2 separate regions of the Gossypium hirsutum genome follow, and region 2 is linked to region 1. A link is a contact called in public Hi-C data. All regions are on one chromosome and are shown on one strand. Each heading gives the region's core, a stretch centred on a gene start, on an enhancer-like site or on the middle of the called end of the contact. The rest is flanking DNA. Distances are from core to core; before and after follow the strand shown. Region 1 holds the start of LOC107951155 (ubiquitin-conjugating enzyme E2-17 kDa). Region 2 has its middle 22 kb from the start of LOC107951157.

What was found. A called contact is a pair of places that touch in the nucleus more often than the background predicts.
Region 2: a Hi-C map of leaf shows a contact between it and region 1, with 4 times the contacts expected there. The contact joins the enhancer-like site here to the promoter of LOC107951155 in region 1. A contact is called at or near these places in 12 of 34 Hi-C or Micro-C datasets (callus, hypocotyl, leaf and 1 more).

The regions. Positions count from the first base shown.
Region 1 is chrA02:47,862,424-47,867,994 of Gossypium_hirsutum_v2.1, forward strand. LOC107951155 (ubiquitin-conjugating enzyme E2-17 kDa) reads right to left here and starts at 1,308. Exons shown (of 5, transcript XM_016886088.2): 1 at 971-1,308; 2 at 746-825; 3 at 41-168. The coding sequence starts at 815.
Region 2 is chrA02:47,917,033-47,922,880 of Gossypium_hirsutum_v2.1, forward strand. No RefSeq gene overlaps it. Among protein-coding and RNA genes, the nearest start is that of LOC107951157, 22 kb to the right of the region's middle. Within about 2 kb of position 2,454, at least 6 of the 9 cell types and tissues checked have an H3K27ac peak or open chromatin away from gene starts, as enhancers often do. A contact at or near this core is called in hypocotyl and leaf, where this site is marked.

The DNA of each region.
Region 1 (5,571 bases), core at 58-2,557:
AGAATGTAAACTAGTTTGGTTCAGGAATACAATCAACTACCTTTGGTGGTTTAAATGGATAGTCCGGAGGGAAATGAATGGTGACTAGAAACACTCCACCAGCATATGGACTGTCAGGAGGACCCATAATAGTTGCTTGCCAATGAAACATGTCTTCAGCAACAGGGCCTAATTCAATAGTAAAAATAAGCAAAAGGACAATAGTTAGATGAACAATCACCAAGTAATCTTATGATAATCTTTTCCCAAATTAAAATTGAACGAACCACTCATCCTTACTCTTATTTGCCTTAAGAAATTTAAGCACATATAACAGAAATGACGAGTTCATATACTCAATACATGCAATTATCCAAATCGTTTCCTTACAAACTTCACCTATACATGAACAATTTCGTACGACCAAATAACACCTTAACAAACAGACATGAACAATAATTAACTAATAATTAGACATGAAAATTTTAAAAAAATAAAAAATAAATATATTGTAGTTAGAATAAAATGGAATCATCATGGTCAAAATGAAAAGACCAATAATAAGTATAGAAAATAGATTCGTTATATATAGTTCAAATTGAATTATGCAGCAATAGTAATTATTATGTCATAATTTTCTTTTTCAAAAGCAGATATCTAAAAAATTTCTAATCAATTTTTCAAAAAAAAAAAAGAGTTTCAACGAACAAATCTAAAAAATTCAGAAATGAACAAATCGAAACACGAAGTAGAAAAAAAAATGAACCTGCGCTGCAAGAGGTAGGAGGATCTTTCTGGAGATCCTTGAGCTCCTTCAAGATCCGCTTCGAAGCCATCACCTAAACCCTAAAACAAACAAAATTTTATTAAAAAAATAGAAATTTTCAAGCTAGATCGCTTTTTGTGTCTAACAAAGAAAATTTTAAATTGAAGAGAAACCAAAAAATAAAACGAAATAAAGAGGAAACTAGAGATAAAAAAGAACAAGTACCTGAGAGATCCTCCTGTCCTAGTCTATTGTCTGTTTGGGTGGTTTTTTTTTTTTTTTTTTTTTGCTGAAAGTAGCGGAGAAATGTAAAGAGGCAAAAATAAAGCTTAAAAAAGAAATCTCCCAGAAATCAATTTTTAATAATAATAATTATAATTATTATGTAGAGAAAGGCAAAAATTGGGATGTTTTGTGTTCTGATTGGCTATGTTTGTAGACCCCACGCGATTATAAGAGAATTTTATTTTGTATTTCTTTTGACACGGATACCTTCTCTTTAGAGATGGCATTGGCAACCGCGTGTGGCGCGTGATGGTAATTTGCAGGAGTGTGCAAAAATCAAATAGTTGATTTTTGTTTCGGTTTAAAAAGTTGGGCAAAATGGATTGATTAAAAAAATTAAAATTGAATTAACCGGTTTTAAATCATATTTTTATTTTTATTTTTATATTTTATATATTATAAACCTAAACTCAATTCAGAATCTAATTGTAATCGGGGTAAATTATATTCATTGTCATTAAATTATTAGTAAATTTATGTTTTCGTCACTCAATTTTAAAAAGTTATAAAATAATCATTAAACTATTTGAAAGTTTTTATTTAAATTAATAAATTGTTAAAATTAATGTTGTATAACTTTTTCTATCTTCATCACCTCCACCAATCAAAAGCTTTGCTTCCCCTTCTCTTTTACAGTCTATTTTTTTCTTATGAAACAACTTTAAACGTCATGAATATTCAAACTAAAATTTAAGAAACTTTTTTTTCTAATATTATACATTGATCATTAGATTGACTTGGATTTAATATATTTTTTTACTTGTTGATAGATATTGAACTACCGTACCAATCATTTATTTTTGTTGCTTAGAACTCGTTAATTGTAAAAAAATTAATAATAATCCAATATTTTAAATAAAAAAATTTTAAATAATTTAGTGACTTTTTATAATTTTTTAAAGTTGAGTTACATAATTTACCCTTAAAATTTATACTAATTGGGCCAATATCCAAAAATTAAATCCAATTGATATTTAAACTGAATTAATAAATTAAACCCAAAAATACTACACCCAAACCCGATCCTTCACTTTCACTACACGGTTCATTTCAGCATTTGACGCCCATTCAAGCAAAACTCACTTCATTATTTGATAAATAAAAAAATTGTTAATGAAAATAATTTTGTTGCAATGTTGTGATGGATTATGAAACTTGTGTTATACTGTGTTGTGTTAAATTATTTAGTTTGTCAGGTAGTAGTTTGTATACTTTTTTTAAATGTAGATTTTGGATCAAATCGATCTAAAATACGTTTATTTGGTTTTTTTTTTTGGTTTTAGAGGTAAGTTAATTTTGTTTTAAAAGTAAATTGGGTTTTAAATTTTTTGGATCGAACTTGTAAATTGTTCACCCTAATTTTGTTTGGGGTAAATTATACTGATGATCACTTTAAGATAGAGTTAACCTTAGTTTGATCATTCTAAAACTCTTTTTTTTAAGTTAGTCACTTTGAATAAAATAATTAAGTTAGTCACTTTAAATGAAATAATTGTGTAAATTAGTCACTACCATTAAAATAATTGTATGAATTTGTTGTTGTGACATTTTGAAATAAATAATATTCACTTTGTAGCAATATAACTAAAAAATAGTGTTGTAATAAAGTTGAATTTAACAAAATAATTTTAACACTGTTAATGGGTGTCGGAACTTTTTTTTTTTGAAATCGACTTTTTATTTTAAAAATGAAAATGTAGTCGCCATTAATCTTTTTTATGAAGTGTGATCAGATCACCTCGTAATTTGATCGTTTTAATAAAATGTTTGATTTAAAACAACGATTTTTGGTCTACAGAGTTTAAAAAACGGATTCGGAAGTCGGTTACACACAAGGAAGGGTTAGCACCCTCGTTACGCCCAAAATTGGTACCTAATTAATTACTTGATGTCCTTAGTGTCGAAAATTGAAAATTTGAAAGGAGTTAAAAACACGATCCCTCTTTGTATTAATGTATATATTTTTAGTAAAATCCCTTAAATAAATCAAAACATATATAAAAGGCTTTCTTATCTCGAGGTAACAAAAGGTCGTATCCCGTAAGTTAGCACGCGACGTCTCGAATTCTCAAAAATAAGTTTGCCTTTGTGAAAATAAAATAAAAAATAAAATAAAGAACACATAGATTTTTTACGTGTAAACCTTTTCGGGAAAAAACCACGGGCAGAGGAGAAGAAAATTTACTATGTCGAATTCGAATTAATACAAGAGGAATAGATTATGCCTATTTATAGGCTTGTGTTAGAATTAAGTAACCCGAATCCTTATTTAAATAAAATACAGTGGTAAAATAAATAAAAGAAGAATCCATATAGAATTACACTTCTTTTATTTTATTTTACAATAAGGTTTTTTAAACCTTATTAAATTCCATTTATTTGATATTGATTAGAATAAGGTGTTTTAGTCTTACTAGAATATGGCTTTACAAACCTATAAATAAACATAGTCTATTCCTCTTGTAATAATAATTCGAATTCGACATAGTGAATTTTCTTCTCCTCTGGCAGTGATTTTTTTTTCCGAAAGGGTTTCTACGTAAAAATCTGTGTTTTTATTTTATTTTTTTATTTTTACTTTTATTTTTTTAAAACAAATTGGTATCAGAGTTTTCGGGTTGTTCATCTCGATCACGGTAATGTCATCTTTAAAGTATGAAATTCTGTTGTTGGATCGCAACACCAAACTTGCGTTGTGGTAGATTAAGATGCAAGCAGTTCTTGCGCAGATGGATCTAGAGGATACCCTGCTAGGGATAGATAAGATGCCTTCGACATTAACAAATGAAGAGAAGATGCGTAAGGATCGAAAGGCGTTAACACAACTACATCTGCATTTGTCCAATGAAATTTTGCAGGATGTGATGAAAGAGAAGACCACTGATGCATTATAGAAGAGGCTAGAACAAATATGTATGTCGAAAACTCTAACAAGCAAGTTGCATATGAAGCAGCGCCTTTATGTTCATCATTTGGAGGAAAGTGCGTCTGTACACAAACACTTAACAGTGTTTAAAGAAATTCTCTCAAACTTGGAGGCCATAGAGGTTCAGTATGATAAGGAAGACCTAGGGTTGATTCTACTTTGTTCATTGCCCCGGTCTTATTCAACCTTTAGAGACACGATTTTATATACCCGCGAGTCTCTCACAGTTGATAAGGTTTATGATTTTTTAACCTTGTATAATAAGATGAAGCATCTTGTGGTTAAACCTGACTCTTAGGGAGAGGGTCTCATTGTTCGTGGAAGACAAGATCGAAATACTGATGATGATTGTGGTAGGACACAGGAACGGAATCATCGTGGTAAATCTAAAGGTAGATCAAAGTCTTCAAACAGAGGTAAAACTTGTAACTTCTGCAAGAAGAAAGGGCACATTAAATCTAAGTGCTATAAGCTACAGAACAAGATTAAAAGGAAGGCTGCAATCAAAAGGGCAAACAACCAGAAAATTCCGGTGAAGATGATATTGTAGAAAACTACAGCGATAGTAAACTTCTAGTCACTTCTGTCAATGATTCTAAAGTAAGCGAGGAGTGGATACTTGATTCAAGCTGCACCTTCCACATGAGTCCTAATCAGGATCGGTTTACAAGTTACGAAACAGTGTCTAAAGGTGTTGTTTTGATAGAAAAAATGCTTCGTGTAAAATCGCAGGTGTTGGAACAATTAAAGTTAAGATGTTTGATGGAGTTGTCAAAACACTTAGTAACGTACGACATGTTCCAGAACTAAAAAGAAATTTAATTTCATTGAGTACTCTTGATTCAAAAGAGTACAGATACACAGTTAAAAGTAGGGTTTTAAATATTTCCAAAGGTTTCCTTGTTGTGATGAAAGGGCAGAGAAAGATTGCCAAGTTATATGTTTTGCAGGGTTCTACTGTTACTGGTGATGCAACTGTCGCTTCCTCTTCCTTGTCATATGATGATATTACTAAACTTTGGCATATGCGCCTAGGGCATATGAGTGAGAATGGCATGGCAGAATTGAGCAAAAGAGGACTTCTTGATGGGCAAGAAATTTACAAACTGAATTTTTGTGATCACTGTGTTTTTGGGAACTAAAAGAGAATTCGATTCACCAGAGGAATCCATAACACGAAGAAAACGTTGGAGTATATTCATTATAATCTGTGGGGGCCATCTAGAGTGACTTCAAGAGGTGGAGCTAATTATATGCTAACCTTTATTGATTATTTTTCCAGAAAAGTTTGGGCATTCTTCCTGAAGTAGAAAAGCGATGTGTTTTCCGCGTTTAAGTCTTGGAAAATTATGATTGAAAAACAGACGGGAAAACAAAGAAAATCCTCCGTACAAACAATGGCTTAGAGTTCTGTTCTGATGAGTTTAATAGATTGTGCAAATTAGAAGGGATCGTGAGACACTTGACAGTTCGTCATACTCCACAGCAAAATGGCATTGTAGAACGAATAAACAGAACGATCATAGAGAAGGTTCGATGTATGTTGTCAAATGCCAACTTACGAAAGTCGTTTTGAGCAGAAGCAGCCTCTATTGCATGTTTTTTGATCAACCGA
Region 2 (5,848 bases), core at 1,204-3,703, 56 kb after region 1:
ATCGAATTAAATAATTAATTCAATTTAAACTAACAATTAAACAAAATAAATATATGAAAAAACTCGCATATAATAGAAGTTAGAATCTGAACCTTCAAGATCTTAAGATTTTACCAACACAAGAACTCAAATCTAGACTTTGAAGATCCCAGGGGTTTAGCAACGCAACCAAATGTTGAAGAATTGTTGTAATTGATGCAAATAGGGTAGAAATTAGAATGCAATGTTTGGTGGTTGAAGGAATAAGATATGCAATTGTCTAGGAATCCATAGGCAAGAAATTTGTGATTTGATTTCTATGGAGTTGTCCTCTTTCGTTTTAGAATGGGAATATTTTGAATTGGATTTTGGATGACTATGCTTTTAGTCTTGTGGATAAAATCTTTGACATCCAACTTCTTATCTTGCTTTTTTCTTAATTGTTATATAATAAAAATAAAAATTGTAAATGGGGATTCACTACTTGAATTACGATATAAAATGTTTTTTTTAAAATATTATTTGAACTTGAAAATAAAATGAATAACCTTAAATCTTTTACATAAATGATTTTAGTGTAATTATATGAGTAATTGATACTTGAAACAAATATTCCCAAAATAGATGGTAATTTTATGCTTAATGTTTACATTTTAAAACAATTTGGTTATTGATATAATGTTTTAATACTGTTGAATGATAAAATTAAAAATATTGACTCTTATGCAATGGAAATATATTAACATTTTAGAATTAAGTGCAAAAAGAATACCAAAATAAATTAGTCTTGTAATATGTTAAGTAATTCTAAATAATACAACATACCAAATAATTCTATTCCCTAGTCAAATGTTTTCACCTTTTTTCACTATAAAAATATGGTTAATTTTTTTTTTAAAATTTTATTCTTTTCTTTATTCGTCAATAAAAATGTTTTTAGATATGTATATTTATAAAATCTAATTAATTAGAGTATATAACATAACCGAGGTTAATGTTTAAAAAAGGAAAATCAAACTATAACATTTTAATTACGATAAAATTGTTTACAATGATCACCAACCAAATAAAAAAGAGGTTTTTATCCATATTTTGGCATTAAGTCATAATTAGATCAGTCAATTTTTTCCTGAACTGAAAAATTCGAGTTTGATCAATTGAAATCTAAACTTAATCATAAAAATCAACAATTTAAATCTATTTAATCAAAATTCAAATTTATTCGACCCAATTTTTTTAAAAAATAATTTAAACTTAAAAGTGAAAAAATAAAACAACTCGCGGGAGAACCCGGTTCTCAATTTTGGATGATCGAAAATTGAATTAATTCAAATTGATATTACCTAAAATCACCAATGAGGGTCTTGTGTAATTTCAGATTTGTGTCTCTATACTTTTAATAATTTAAATTACAACCTGCTTACCAACAATCAGAGTGGCGCAGCGAAAGCGTGGTGGGCCCATAACCCACAGGTCTCAGGATCGAAACCTAGCTCTGATAAAGATTAGCCGATATTTTGTTTTGTCTTTTTCCCGTCACAAAGCTGAATATTGCAGAAGTTATGTTTCAAAATCACAACAGAACTTTTTGTTTAGCCTTCAATCCTTTCACATTAACGTGAACACTAACACCTGCTTAACTCCATAATAATGTCTTAACACTTGCCACAGAATGAACATTCTGCTATGTGTAAACAATTATGTAGAAACACTTTAAATAAGTTTCCAGCTGCAGGAGTTTTACATTTTCATGATCACAAAACTCTTATATTATTTGCTTAAGAGGTTTGATAGACATAGCATGAGGGACTTCATTTGTACTTCAAAAGATTATGCTTGATGTATTGTCAGGTGCTTGGCTTTTTGGATATGGACAAAATCTTTGACTTGGCTTGGACCGGTAATCCTCATCTACTACTACTCTTTTCCATTATTGTACCATCAAAAGATTTTGTATGTTAGAGTAACTAACTAAGGATTGGTTCAGTATCCTACTGGCGTGATGCTTTCAGCACTGCTGTGTATTTGATAAACAGGTTACCTTCCTCCCCCCTAAACCAGGTCTCACCGTATGAAAAATAGTTTAAAGTCTCACCAAATTACTCCTTTCTACGTGTCTTTGGGTGTCTGTGTTTTCCTAACCTTCGCCCTTACAACACTCATAAATTACAGTTTAGGTCAACCCCATACACATTCTTAGGTTACTCTCCCATGCACAAAGGGTACCGTTGTCAGGATAGTAATGGGCGTGTATATGTCTCTCGTCACATCACCTTTCATGAAACAGTCTTTCCATTTCAATCCATTGCTGACCAATCTGTCCCACCTATAACTAAGTCACAGTCTAGTTCTAGACTTCTTGTCTTGTCGCCAGCTCAATCTTCCACTACTAGTTTCCCACCTCTTATTTCAACCACTCCCTTAGCCATCCCCTTGCATCCTACACCTCAACCTATCTCGTCTGATCATGTTCCCCCCACTTCAGTCAACTCTTCCCCTTCTCCACCTAGTTCCAGCCTACCTGATCCATCCTCTCCACACCCCTTACCTGGTCAAAACCCTTCAACAACCTGTCTTCCTCATAACTCTCATGCTATGGTCTCCAGAAGCAAAGCAGGGATTTTTAAACCTAAGGTATACCTGAGTACAGCAACTGATATGTCTGAAGATGTTCCCGTTGATATCCATGCTGCCATGAGCACTGAGCCTTGGAAAGCTGCTGTTCATAATGAGCTGCAAGCTCTTATTCACAATCGCACTTGGAGTCTCTGTCTACTACCTGAAAATAGACGAGCCATAGGCTGTAAATGGCTCTTTAAGGTGAAAAGGAACGCCGATGGCACGGTGGATAGATATAAAGCTCGCTTAGTCGCAAAAGGGTTCTCTCAGCATGCTGGACTTGATTTTCGTGACACTTTCAGTCCAGTTGTACGAGCAGCAACTATTCGCACTGTTCTCGCTCTTGCGGTCATGAAAGGATGGTCCTTAAGACAGGTTGATGTAAATAATGCTTTTCTCAATGGTGTGTTGACTGAGGAGGTCTACATAAGCCAACCACCAGGGTTTGAGGTGGTCGATCCCAATGGTCAGCAGCTAGTCTGCAAGCTTAACAAAGCTTTGTATGGTTTGAGACAAGCCCCTCGAGCTTGGTTTCAGACTCTCAAACACTATCTGGTTACTCAACTTGGTTTTCGAGCTTCAAAAGCAGATCCTTCACTTTTCATTCGAGCTACTATAGAGAGTTCTCTATTGCTTATGGCGTATGTCGATGACATTATTATCACTGGAAGCTCCACTAATGAGATTGATACTGTGGTGCAGCAACTTCATCGTCAATTTGCTCTAAAAGACATGGGACAACTCCACTTTTTCTTGGGTATTTCTGTTCATCATACATCACAAGGGTTGCTCTTAAGCCAGAAAAAATACATTACAGACATACTTCACAAGACTGGCATGTCAGGCGCATCGACTACACCAACACCTATGGTCAGCACTCCAAAGCTAGTTGCCTCTGATGACAGCCCGCCATTTGTTGATGGCCCCTTGTACCGAAGCATAGTCGGCATGCTTCAATATGTGTGCATTACTCGTCCCGATTTATGATTCTGTGTTAATAAGCTTAGTCAATACATGAACGCTCCTAGTGAAGCTCATTGGAAGGCTGTTAAACGGGTGTTGGGGTATCTTCTAGGTACTTTAGATCATGGATTGTTTCTCTCCAAAGGCCAGTTTGAGTTAGTCGGCTATTCTGATGCTGATTGGGCTTCCTCGGTGGAAGATCGGCGTTCCACCACTGGTTATGTTATCTATCTAGGGTCGAATCCCATTACATGGTGCTCCAAAAAGCAACTCGTTGTGTCTCGATCCTCCTCTGAGGCTGAATACTGTAGTCTCGCTAATTGTGTGGCTGAATTGCTATGGGTTAAACAGTTGCTCGATGAGCTGGGTATGCCTCCCTGCGAGTCTCCAGTTGTCTGGTGCGACAACACCTCTACCGTGTCAATAGCTGCAAATCCTACTCACCATGCTCATGTAAAACATGTCGAGATTGACCATCATTTTGTTCGTGAGAAGGTACTTAATGGTACCCTGCTGGTCAACTTTGTTCCTCTGACAAACAGGTGGCTGATGTTCTGACTAAACCCATCACTCCCAAGCAGTTTGCAACTTTTCGCCGCGCTCTTTGTGTGTTGTCCAGCACTGATGTTTCTTTTTCACCAAAAGGAGTTGAGGAATCCAGGAGAATGTTAGAGTAACTAACTAAGGATTGGTTCAGTATCGGTTAGTTTGGTAAGTCTGTTAAGCAGTTAGTCGGTTGATAAACTCACTTGTATTTGTTATATAAGCACATATGCTGTACAGAAACAATGAGAGTGAAATATATGAATCATTCTTCTTGATGTATACTGTTTCTCTAGATTTTCCATTATAGTTTAACATTGTATACTGTAATTTTGGCATTCGGCCCGATAAGAGTATTGGGCCTTTTTATGTCTCTACATCTATGCATTCCGCTAAGCCCATGCTTTTAAAATACACTTAGGTTAAATTGAATATTTCCATTAATATTCTTGTTTTATTTAGTTTTTATATAATATTATATTATTCATGTGGACTTCTCTTTGGGAAAGAAAAAAAATTATGTGTTGAATTGTTGGTTTAGCATTTTACTAATAATGTTAACACCAAAAATCCTAATAAAACATATATTGATAGTTTATGTACTACATTAAACATTTTTTTCAAAGCACAAGTACCATAATAAAGCACATATTGATAGTTCAAGCAATGCATTGAACATTTTTGAAGTGTAAATACCAGATTTAATATTTTATAAATATACAAAAAGTATTATTCATGTATCGTGAATTTTGTAATATTTTGATCCTTGTACTTTTTGAAAGAGCATAAATATTTCATAAAATGAGTAGAATTGTTATTTTTGTAAGATTTGAAAATTATATAAGATAAACTTAATTAAATGATATGGCTTTAGTTTAAAACAAAAAAGTGACATTTTTAAGTGATGTATGTTTATCCGATTTATTATAGTTTAACTTGAATTATTGTATTTGACCAGTGAATAAGATTAAAACTCAGATCATGTTAAATGTAATATAATTTGAGTTAATTTATATATATTAGATTATGACACATTCATGATATAGGTGAAAAATAAAATTATACAACAAATATACTTACAAAAAATAATATAAATAACGAATGAGGCTTTCGTTGAATGATAAAGTACAAATGTAAATAAATAAATAAAACTAAAAAGTTATGGGTTCAAATTTTATTATGTGTATATTTTTCTACTTTCTATATAAAGTGACAAAAACACCCTCAAAATAATGCAATTTATTTTCTAAAGTAAGGGTTATTTTTTCTTTTCTCAACTAATTTGTACCTAATTAATCAAATAATTTATAATAATCTACCTAATTACTTACTAAACCTTTTGTTTATTTCCATTTTGATCACTAATTATCCAAATTATTTTTTAATCATTGAATTCTTAATATTTAATCGGGTTATGATATGGTAATTTTTTTAAAAAAATTTGTGGGAAACTAATCTTCCCCACTACCTTAGCCAGTCACCATAGTACCTTCTCTTCATCTTCAACTCCTACACTAGTCACCAAATCAACTTCTCTTAGTCTAAAACAAGCCACTCACTAAACCAATACTACCATTCTTCACCATCTCAACTCTCGCCATTGAACCCAAAAGCCTTCACTACCTCAAATATTGCATTTAACTCAATTTACCTACACCATCACTTTATCAAACAAACCACTCAACAACTCTCCAAGAGCTTGACCCGAAACTAACACCACCCCATTCGACTCTCATCATCACCT